2 separate regions of the Anas platyrhynchos genome follow, and region 1 is linked to region 2. A link is a contact called in public Hi-C data. All regions are on one chromosome and are shown on one strand. Each heading gives the region's core, a stretch centred on a gene start, on an enhancer-like site or on the middle of the called end of the contact. The rest is flanking DNA. Distances are from core to core; before and after follow the strand shown. Region 1 overlaps COX10 (cytochrome c oxidase assembly factor heme A:farnesyltransferase COX10). Region 2 overlaps COX10 (cytochrome c oxidase assembly factor heme A:farnesyltransferase COX10).

Region 1 (6,054 bases), core at 3,223-5,722, 41 kb before region 2:
ATCCTGAACGTGATAAAACTGGGATGGGAATACCCGTCAAGTCTCACATCCGAGGTGCTTCGGGGACATCAGGCTGTCGGTTTGTGCAGTGCTGGGAACGGCAAGCTGCAGTTCCCCACCGGCAGAGGAAATGTGCGGGGCTGGAGCCAGGGCCAGGATTCGCACAGAGGCTGCCCCCGCTTCCCACGGACCCGGCACGGGCTGCGAGGCCGCCTTCCCTGCTCAGTTCTTCAAACGCCGTCTGCAGCCAAGCTCCAAACACGCCCTAAACCTCAAGCACACAGAACGCTTTTACGGTTCTCAAACTGTAACACCATTAAAAAAATAGTCATCTGGAGAAACTTTGAAACACAAACAGGGCAACCCGACTACTTGGGGCTGGGCTCCCATTTACAAAGCTCTGGTTTTTACATGCAAGCCTTTGGAATTTAATTGCTTTGATTACATTACAACCATTGAGATAATTGATATTTTACAGAGAAGCTGAACAGTAAAACAATTTAATAGCCCATTATGAAGATTTTAACTGGCCTGGTCTTTTTGTTAGTTTCCCATGTGCCTTGGACATCCTGCAATTTCCTTTGGAGATTGCCAGGCTGTCGGAGATTTCCAAGTGTCACACAAGACCGACGACTTGCAAAGCACAGCACACGGTGAAGGACGATTCAGCAACAAATAAGCCCCAAGCAGGAGTCCTGTCAAGCCCAGAGCAGACACGGTAATACTCAGTAATTACTAGATGCATGTTAACTGTGTCATAATTAGGTCAGTCGTGTTTTTAAGCAATACTGTAGTGAGACTGACTCTGGAGAATTACCTGGTTCAAAACCCTGCAGTCTGCTGTTTCTTCCGAGTAGTTCCCAACAATTTGGGAACTCGGTTTAATCAAAGCAAATCTCCTTTTTCTCCACAGAGCTTATAATTAAGTGAAGACCAGGCGAGGCTGTTCACAGCAGATACATGTGGAGCTCTGGATTTTTATCCAGACTTTCCATCCCCAAGCTCCCCTGGCTCCTCCGTGGCACATGAAGGTCCTGAGCACACACCAGCCAGCACGAAACACCCCTAAGATCTCCAGCTCTCCCTAAGTGGTTATGCATAGCAAGACCTCAGGGATATCCCAAACTCTTTTGCCTTTTTGGCCAAATTTTGAATAACTGCAAGTTGAGCCCGTTTATCACCACCTCCAAACTCTTTGCTTCCCCAGTGTGAGAGCTGCAAGCAGCCCCGTATAAACCCCGTAACTTGGCAGAGGAGTCCTGTTTGATCTCGGAAACCAAATGGAGTCTGTTCAGGGAGACAGAACCCAGTATTCTTTCACTGTTAGGTGCAAAATAGCCATAAAGTGTTTTCACTTCAGTTCCCGTTGTTTAATTGGTTTGTACTAGCTTAAATCATCTGGAAAGCCAGCCTCGCAAAGGACCAGGTATGTCCCTATAGCATGCGCAGAGTTAAAGAACAGATTTTACCACTCATCATGAATTTTAAGGTTAAGCTATTATTTTTTTTCTTAAATTCTTTTAAAAGTACTTAAATAGTAATAATAGATCTTCTTTTTAATAAACAAGAACAAGCTGAGATTTTTATTTTATTTTAATATCTAAGATAAAGCCAAAATGTCAACGGGAGCTGAAGAAGGTGGAAAATGGTTATTTCTTTCTGTAAATATATTTTTATCTAGTAAAATACTGAAGCTCTATAAATTGCACCTTTCCTAAAACAAACAAGAGACTAAATTCCACAGACATTGGGAAACTGCTTGGCAAGACATTTTAAGGTTCAACAAATTTGAGTAAGAGTTGGAAATAACAGTGAGGTGACTTCCAAGAGCAACTAGTGATGCCGGGCTTTCAAGCTGCAGTAGTTGACAGTCTAATTCTCAAAACACAAGAACAAGAAGCGTCCACCTCTGGAGTTATGCTGTTCATGGTGTCAAGAAGGCCTTGCAGTACCTCAAAATGTTGATTAAAATTTTGTGCTTTATTCCTTTTAAAGCAGTTTATGGTGACACCTAATCTGCAGGACGTCCCGAATCCCAAGCTAGGGAGTGCCTGAGCCCACTCTGTCCCTGACTCTCTGCTAAGAGCACAGTGAAGAGCAGGGAAATAAATGGGAGATTGTTCCCATTTATTTGGTCCCGCAAATCCCTAGTGCAGTCCCCCAAATCCCTAGCAGAGTCCCCCAAGCTCCCCACACCCTGTGAAGGACCCAGAGTCTTTTCCAACCCAAATATCTCTTGCTGAAGAAACGGTGGGCACATTCCCTGCTGAGCAACAGTGCCAAGAGAAATCTTGCTGGAAGCATGGATCTGAACAGTTTCCTTCATGTAAAGCAACCCGAGGGCTGCAAACCTCTTTCCTCAACCCCTGCAGGGCAGAAGTAACCTCTGGCTCCTGCTGACCCCCCTGCCGAGGACGCTGCTCTCTGAAGCCCTCGTCTGAGCAGGGTCCTGCTGGCAGGCGATGCCTCCCACCGTCACGGCGCCGTCTGCAGCGTACAGCCGGCACGTGGAGCAGCGCGACGATTTCACCCACAGCTGAATTCGTTCAGTTTCCCACTTTATAACAAGGCACAATACTCTCGGACGATGTGATCGAAATTCTCTGCAAACTTTCTGCGGGCGAATTGTTCCAGGGCAGAACAGGAGCGGAGCAAGAGAGGGCAGAGGCTGGAGCCCCGGGCACGAGCTCGGCACCTCGGGCTGGAGTCCTGCCAGCGCGGCGCTGCCTGCGCATGCTGGGGCAAACGTGCCCAAGGTTATCTGCAGGGCCGCTGCTGTGTCGACACCATGTTCCTGAAAACACCCAGACGAGCAGCTTATTCTGTCCTCTTGTCCTTCCTACTGCTCTTTAGATAGCACGCATGGTGCTTTCTGTTCTCACCCAGGGACCTGCAAACCTCTGCTATCGCTTGCAAGCTCTGGGCAGGACAAACAGCCAGATACTTAACCAGGACAATAAACCAACAAAAAAAGAAACAGAAAGAAGGGGGAGCTGATGTGTAGCATCAGTTCAGGAATGGACTCACTCCTTCTGTCGTTTCTTTGGTGCTGTGTATGTATGACTGGGAACTGGCCAACCAGGCATTAAAATAAACACGGAATGGTTAAAATATCAGCTCCAAAACAGATGTTGAAATCTTATTGCATTTCCCAAAGCTGGTGTTTACTGCCTTGGCAACCTAAGAATGCTGTTTTGCTTAAAGCACAATTTTAGTAATTCTTCTGCCTTGAATAATGCGAAGGAATTTTCAAATTATTTCCAGACCTCGGTAGCTCCCCGCCTTATTAGAGGGAAGCACCGGCCTTTTGTCTCTAGGAAACTGCTCCGAGGTTGGCTCCTGTCAGGAGGGGAAGGCTTTGGTAGCCTAAGCTTCGCCTCTTAATGGACTGTAGTCAGGAAACAACCACACACCGTTTTACTTGATAGCACACAACTGGCTCTCCTCAGCTAAGAGATGTCGAACAAATTGCTCCTCTTTAAGCCAGACAAGGTAGATTAGAGCTCCGAGCCTTGAACTGCTCCAGCTGTATCCACCTGCTCGGAGCAACCATGCTGTCTCCGACTGCATTTTTCACCTTTTCTACAAGAAATCTGACATAACCGGTCCAAAAGGTTTCACCGTGGTTCTGCAGGCTCTTTACAGGCTGTCACACCGGCAGGAAACGTACAGGGTACACCCCCAAAGCTTTTGTTTTCTGGCTTCCAAGTGTGTTCACAACAGGTCTAACCCAGGAGATTCCCCGGAGATTTCGAACTACGCAGCAATTACAGGTGTAAAGGAAGATTGTGAAATCTCATCATAACCGTGCTGCCCACTGCAGGTACAGTGACACACCAAATATCCCCAGGGTTATCTGGGGGAGCTGGGACAAACACTCGGCACCCACAGCACCGCTGTCCTGTAGGAACTGCTTCACAAAGCTGCCGGCAGCGTCTTCTGTTTGTGCAGCAGTCGGGGCACGCACTAATTGGGATCTTTCCTTCAGCTTGTTTCAGTGATGGAAAATAACTATTAGGGTAAATCAATTGGCCTCAGATTACATGTGTTCAAGATACTGCCCTGATAAAATCTCCCCGAGGAAACATTTTACCTACTATTTAATTTTTACCATTGTCTTCAGGAGCAGAAATGGGATTAGCTCTACAAAATTTACATCTTAATTCGTGATTACGAAGCATTCTCAGCCACAAAGGCATTTAGGAATTATCTGCTCACAAACCTTAACCAAACCGAGACAAATTCCCCCGTACTTTACCACTGCAGCGTTTCCTACATTAGCAGCAGAGCAAGACAACAACCGGCACTTCTGCCTCCACGGGGAAACAAAAGCACATGCTATTGCTTGCTCCAGATGACACGCGAGTGGCTAAGCAGCCTTGAGGAAAAAAAAAAAGGAAACGTATCGCTTCCAAAGCCTTGCACAAGGTCCCTCGCCGTGGACAATGGGGCGGGCTGCGGCGCTCGGCTGCCTTTGTGAGCCTCAAGGCTGTGCGGGGGAGAGCGTGGCAAAGCTACAAAGCTTCATGGTCATGGGTTTCTATAGGTGGCTCTTTTGAGGGGTGGCACAAAAGGCTTGTGCAGCAGGACTGTCTCAGGGCTGCAGGAGATTTCTCTGCGGGAGCAGGTAAAGGGGAGGGGTGCTGGGGTGTGCGCGCTCTGTCGGCAGAACAAGAGGAGCACCCTCGGTGTCCACCACGAGTAGGAAATGAAGTTGGCAGTGGGGTTTCTCACCTCCAGGGAACGTTGCTGGCCACTGGTTTTAGCAGAAGGAAGCCAGATGTCCTCATGTGTGCTCGCCATGGGGAGAAAGATAGTTGCCGTGTGCAGATACTGCGTACAGGTGAAGATATCACATACAGATACACGCAGGCACGCACAGTTTTGTGCAACACGCAACCGGTTATTGCTGCTGACAGCCCCACAGGGAAACACCTTTCATTGTACAGCCACGGTTGCGTAAAACAATGCCCTACATAACTCGTCTCAGCTACCCCAGCAACATACACCACAAAAAATGCGAGCCTGGTGGTTACGATGGAATTACCAGAGCATTCATTTGTGCAAATACGTCCAGGAAGCATTTGCCAAAGTTTCCCGAAGGACCGGGTTCAGCAGAGGACGGCAAAACTGCACAGCCACGCGGGGGCTCCCCATCGACAGCCTCTTCCAGGCTCCAAAGTGGGAGCCCCTCCTGTAGCCCCCGGCTGGTGCCTTCTCCTGAGGGTGCTGTGCACCATCCAGGGCACCTCCTGGGGGTGCTGTGCGCCACTGCACGGGGCAGGGATGTGGGTACTGGGGTGCAGCCTCTGAATTCCTGGGGTCAGTCGCTCCAGGTGCCCCATTACTGGAGCTGCTGCTCATCTCTTTTGAAGATGGAAAGAATAAAAAAAGCTCACCAGCTTTTGTGCTAAATTCAGACCAGCTGCTTACTAGTCCTGTCCCTCCACCCTGTTTTTTACAGTTCCTGCCCACACAAAGCATACTCCTGGCCCCCAGCTTCCAATTCTCAGATGTCGATAACGTGAACATCCCCGTTCCCTCTGTAACAGACCACTTATCCTGTTGTCTTTCGTCTGAGAAGTGAAACCCTGCACAGCTGATGTTGCTGGAGGGAGCTCGTGGCTGGAGCCCCCTCCCGCAGGGCAGCTCCCACCTTGAGGGGCTCGGAAAGCTCAGTGCTCAGCTAGAAAGGCCGGGACACTGAGATGTCCACGCTTATTTTGCAAGCAATTAAGCTGTTGCTTTGCTCTCCCTCCTCCTGGCAGCCAAATGCTACATCAGGGAAGGTATCGGAGACCTCAGGCACTGACAGGTTGGGCCACGGCCCCCCTGTGCCCTGTTTTCTTTTTTTTGTTCCTGAAACTATCCATCTGCCAAATGTCACTAGCTGATAAGAACTGCCCGTTATTAAATCCCCATTTGTAAATAGATGTTGGCTGACATAATTAATGTCTACCATACAACATAATTTGAATTACAAAGTAAAGGCAATTTAAAAATCAGCCTCCAAATGATTACAATTGATACGCAGTCTATAAATTCCATAGCCCC
Region 2 (5,403 bases), core at 395-2,894:
CTGCTGGCCAGCACCGCTCCTTTCTCAGCAACCACAGCCTCTTGCACAAAGGAAAGAGATCGTTGCTTCCCAAATTTAAAGGAATTTACTACAGACATATTTAAAAGAGCTGTTTCTCCTCCTTAGCAGTGTAAAATACGATGAAGGTGGGAAAAAAACCTGTTTTATGTCGCTATAAATCCTCTTGCCTTGCCTTTCTGAAAAAAAAAAAAAAAAAAAAAGTATAAACTGCACTTTAGAAAAGACAACATTTTGGGGGAAGAAAAAAGGAAAATGCATCTGGGAGGCTGGCGACGTTTACTACGAGTATTCTCGCCTTTTGTGAAACTACCTGAACACTGGCACTGCTGTCCCCACTGAGCGCTGGTACCGAAGGGCAGTAGCAGATGAAGTCCAAGCAGCTATGACAGCAGAGCAGCCGTGCACGTCCCTCTCAGCTGCTCACTTCCCAAACTCCTTTCTTGCACAGTTTTGAGCAGCCCATCAGCCACCACGCACAGCAAGAGCTGCAGAAACGCCCCAGCCAGGGCTCCCCTTTGCATCCTTGCGCTTCGCCCCCTCCGTTTCCATTTTCTTAATCCCCTGGCTGCCTGTCTGAGAGGTGGCCGTGGGTATAACGGGGGACCTCGGACTCAGCCTGCCAGGGCGAGCGCGGGGCCAGAGCTCAGCAGCTTGGCCCCAGTGAGGCTGCTCCATCCACCCGAGCAGCAGGTCATCCCCGCTTCCCAACGGGAGATCCACACCAGCACATCCCAGCACCATGCCAGATGGGACGGTGACTGTGTTTAGGCAGTACTGGAGTCTTTCCAGGGCAGATAAAATCTGTTTGCCTTTTTTTTTTTTTCCATGCAAAGAACAAAAAACTCATCAAAATCCAAGACCTCATTTAGACTCTTATACTCCTCCTCAGGCATTCGGTTTTGGCCACTGTTGAGAGACAGGATTTCTTTGTTTTGTCCCAGAATGACTTTCCCAAAGCATCTTCCAGGTGAAGGGAATTCCCTCCCCCTCCCTGCTGCCGCCCTCCCACCCACTCCTTAATTAAAGTCGGTACCAGCAGAAACCCTGTTACAGACTAAAAGAACACAAAAAATACATATGGGGATAGGTCTGAGAAAACAGACCGCTAGCAATTATTTCAGCGTTTGTTTATAATCTTTCAACTGTTTCAAAATAGATAACGAGGATTATTGCAATTTAACAATAAAGAGGAGGAGAAAAGCAGAAGGAAATGTGCTCCTCACTTCTGAACTTATGCCAGGGAACAGGGATCTCTTTAAGAATGCAACTAATTAAAATATATCTTTTCCAAAGTAACAGGGCAAATGGAAGCGGTGCTTAACCCGAACCACTGGAGTTCAAAGCACCGAGAGAAGCCCCACCAGCTCCGTGTTTTGGCTGGGAGCACACGGGGGCTTGCCGCCCTCGCAGACATCAAGGCCTTCGCAGAGAGCCGAGCTGCCTCCACGGTCAGGTTCATCCAAATACCTTTTCCATGAACTAATCAAGCAGGCATTTATCAGCCGAAAGAGGAATACGCAAACCAAAGGGGTTTATGTAGGAGTTTTTCCCTTCATAAAGAGTCCCAAAACTTCTAGTCCAGAAGGTCTTAGATTATCACGGCACAGCCAGACCCACACAAAGCATCCCTGATGTCTAGACCAAATGAAAAGATTAGCGGGTCTGCTCCCGTGCTGATTACACCAGGCTCATACTGTTTTTCCAGCGGATGCTTTCATAATTAAATATCAAGTAACAGGAGGCACTAACATTTATGTCACCCTCACCTACGAAAACAATAAAAAAAAAAAGTTTTTGCATTGAGAAATCTAAAGGATTAAAATCAGCCCGTAGCTGTAACAGTGACCTGTCAAGCTGCAAAGAGAAATCTCGATCCAGCGAAGAGCATCCCTGGGGAAGGGCCCGGCAGCAGCGCGTACTGGCACAGCAGAATACCAATCACATTATGCCGGTAACTAATATGAACAAAGTGGAATGAGTAATAAAAGCCAACAAAAAACAACTTTTACTCTGATTAGTGATCGCAGACTAATAGGCTTCAATTGCAATTTAAAATTAGGTGGCACCATCAATCACGCGGAGCACTCCGAGCTGTAACCGCTGCGCCTGCGAAAGGAGGCGAGGGGCCACCTTCGAGCAGGATTTCCACTCTCACGGCTGCCACAGACCGAGGTTCCTCGAATTTAGCAATTGAGTTAATTTGGAAGAGCAGCACAGCCTGTAACAGGAGCCCGAGCACAAGAACGGGCCTCAGGGGTGGATTCTCCAAGCTCTCCGTTTATTATTTTTTTGTAAAGGCACCAGACTCAGTCCAGACACAGCCATCGACTCCTTGCGATGAAGAGAGGTGACAGATTTTTGATGGTTTGAGAAGCTGTTGTTCTGCACCATGGAAATATATCACATTGTCAATTCAGACAGGGCCTTCACCAGGAGAGAGAAAAAAAGGTTTAAAAAAAAAAAAGATTTCCAAATGGAATGAGCATTTACTAGGGAAATAAACAGCCAGAGAGAAATCTGTTAAACAACGTTCATACTTTCTCAGTATTTTCATCAAAACACAAGAAGACAGGCCGGGCTTTGTAGGGGTGCTTTGTTTTAAGCAGCTGGGTGCATGTCCTGAACAAGTCACTCAGCCCCTTGCCAAAGCCCCCTCGCTGCATGAAGCTGCTGGGGCCGAGTCATCTCTGACGTGGAGGCATCCGCAACGTATGAAAGGGATTCCTGTTTTATTAATTGCTAGAGGTTTATGATGGTTGGAAACCTCCATCTAATTTTTGCCCATTTGTTTTTTTTGCCTGCACGGTTCTCCAGTTTGACCACGTCCTTTCCTCCCTGGCATCCCCCAGTGTATGCGCAGAGCCATCGCCTCCCCATCGGCGCTGTTCTGCCCGGCCACGCAGCCCAACTCCTCAGACCCACACCCCAGCGGGGCCTTTTCAGCACCCGTTCCCCTCGAATTATTTCTTCTAGCACACAGGAGAGCAGCCCCGTACACGGTTTTCCAGATGCCTGCCTGCTAATGGCATTCCTAGTTCCTTATCTCTGGGGAAATGCAGGATCGCCTTTGCCTTTTTCACACTACTGCACAGTCATGCTCTGATTAAGCAAATTAGTTGTTTTGTTTTTTTCTTTTCCTTTTTCAGTTCTCTCTGCCTGAGAAGCCTTCAGGCTTGATCCCAGAGCAGATAATATTCTGAATGAGAAAGCAAAAAACCTGGCTATTAACCTAGGTCAGGTATTAACAGCCCGCAGAGCGATCCTGAAGAAGTCACTCACTGTTTCCACGTTCCCCTTTTCATTCCCACACTTGCCTATTTAAACCCGTAACTCATTTAGGACAGGAATCACCTCGTAATCTAAATTCAGTGCCTCTCAAGGATCCTGCTCAAGGCTGGAAAAATCCTCATGTCTCCCAGGTCGGAAAGTCTCACGGAGCAGTCGAATTCTCAGGTTTTGTCACCGGCTTGTCATCGGTCGGAGAGACCCCAGTGTAAACGCACACCCCCCCCGTAGGTGTGGGATGTGGCTGGGTGTGTGAACAGGAGAGCTGCTGACGGCACTGAATCACGGCGAAGTCTCAAGGCATTTCCAGGAACCTGCAACTTTGCCGGGCCTTTTGTGACTGCTCCCAGAAACGTCCACTGCTGAGCAACCTTTGGGGAGGCTGCGACGGGTGTGAAATGGACTGAACATGAGAAGAGAAGGGGGATTCAGGGAGACATAAATTCTCCTGGCAATTTGCAATGTATGCCATAAAACCGGCCCTGGTGGGGCCAGCGTGGGTTAGAATTACTCTGGTCCCACAGCCTGTCCCCATAAACACGGAATGGGGGACAGAAGATGTATCTTCTTGGGTATTTTTCAGGAGTTCCCATAAACTAGAGAAATGGACGGTCAGCACTAACAGTGCTCGTAAAGAAATATGTAAAAACTGAAATAATCATCAGTGCTAGGAGAAAACTCCTCACTAAGGCTGTGCTGGGCAGAGGAAACCAATTCTTTCAGATGTGTCACGGGGAAAGGAGCCCCAAGCCCTGGTATTGATACAGCACCACGGTTATCAGAGACCAGCCTCACACCCCAAACAGCACCCAGACAGGAACTGGGTGTCTCCTAGCCATTGCTTCTGCAGGTTTCAGCTTACACACAGAAAAAAAGCCAAAATCCAGCCAACTGCACACCAAACGAGAACCCCACCAAACGCAGCCACAAACACTCCTAATTAAACGTGTAAGGGTGTAAGATGTGTCACTATTTAACAGAATCACTTCTGATTTTAGGATCTAAGTGCTAATTACTGTAGGTTTTTATTTTCCCCAATCAATCAAAAATAACACAGGCTGGTGCAGCAGCCAGCAGGGCGCTGGGGTGCTGCCCAGACCTTGCTAACACGCGGCCAGGGAAAGGCCTCCTGCGTGCAGTGGGACACGGGGTGAGGCGGGAGGGATCCCAAACAGCACCCTGGCCACGGAGTGAACGGGAAAATAGCTTTTACCTTGTTATCACATCAAAAGCACATCCCACGTGATGCTCAGTGAATGTTGAATGGCTCGGAGCGTAGCTGCAGACCCCCTCGTGGGCTCAGCCTGGACACATGGGTGGGTGGGAGCGGAGGAAGGTGGCAGCACTGGGAGGACTCCGGCTAATGGGGCACGTCCTGCACCCAGCCAGACCCTTTGTGGCAGCCAAGCAAAGCTCCTGGCCAGCTGGAAGGCTTTGAGAGAAGATCACACGGAGATTTTGGTGCAGTCTCTCTCCAAACCCCACACTGCAGTCACGCCGTTACGCTGCCCCGGCGCTGTGCCCTCGTGGAAGGCCTGCTTTGTTACACACACCCCTCTGGCTCTGAGAGCCTCCAGAACCCAAATGCTTGAAATATTTATTTAAAAACAAACCAAAAGAGGTTATCCCCACTTCTTGTCCTTGTGGCTCATCTCATCCCGAGCGCTTGGAAGCAAACCAGGCGCGTGTCACAGCTGGCAGCGAAGGGCCACACGGGAGGAAAGCTTGGTGGGACACCAACACTGATCTGTGGAAATAACCACAGGGCAGCCAGCAGAGCCCTGTAGGTGCACCCCACAGCACAGCCCAACCCAGGTGAAGCAGCTGAAAGCTTAGAAAACTACCGGAGGTGAAATATTAGGAATTAATCACGCTGGAGAACCGGTGATGGTTCAAGCATCGGCTGCCAACCCTGCTGGCTTCCTGGGGCACCCACGGCTGAGCACCAGCAGGGTGGCTGCCTGTGGGGTTTTGGGGAGCCAGGCAGAGATAAAAGCTTCCCAGGGGCTGCCAGGAGGCTGCTGGCACACCGAGACCCAGCAGACCACCCTGATCCCATCCATAGGGCCAGCACACGGCTCTGCTTCACGTGGGTAA

The links. Hi-C and Micro-C count contacts between places; a contact is called where the count stands out from the background.
Region 1: a Hi-C map of small yellow follicle shows a contact between it and region 2, with 2.0 times the contacts expected there. The contact joins two enhancer-like sites. A contact is called at or near these places in 2 of 8 Hi-C or Micro-C datasets (skeletal muscle and small yellow follicle).

What each region holds. Positions count from the first base shown.
Region 1 is chr19:10,066,794-10,072,847 of IASCAAS_PekinDuck_T2T, reverse strand. The region is part of intron 6 of COX10 (cytochrome c oxidase assembly factor heme A:farnesyltransferase COX10); the gene reads right to left. Among named protein-coding and RNA genes, the nearest start is that of COX10, 94 kb to the right of the region's middle. Within about 2 kb of position 4,472, at least 4 of the 8 cell types and tissues checked have an H3K27ac peak or open chromatin away from gene starts, as enhancers often do. A contact at or near this core is called in small yellow follicle, where this site is marked.
Region 2 is chr19:10,023,857-10,029,259 of IASCAAS_PekinDuck_T2T, reverse strand. All of the region lies in intron 4 of COX10 (cytochrome c oxidase assembly factor heme A:farnesyltransferase COX10), which reads right to left. Among named protein-coding and RNA genes, the nearest start is that of COX10, 51 kb to the right of the region's middle. Within about 2 kb of position 1,644, at least 4 of the 8 cell types and tissues checked have an H3K27ac peak or open chromatin away from gene starts, as enhancers often do. A contact at or near this core is called in small yellow follicle, where this site is marked.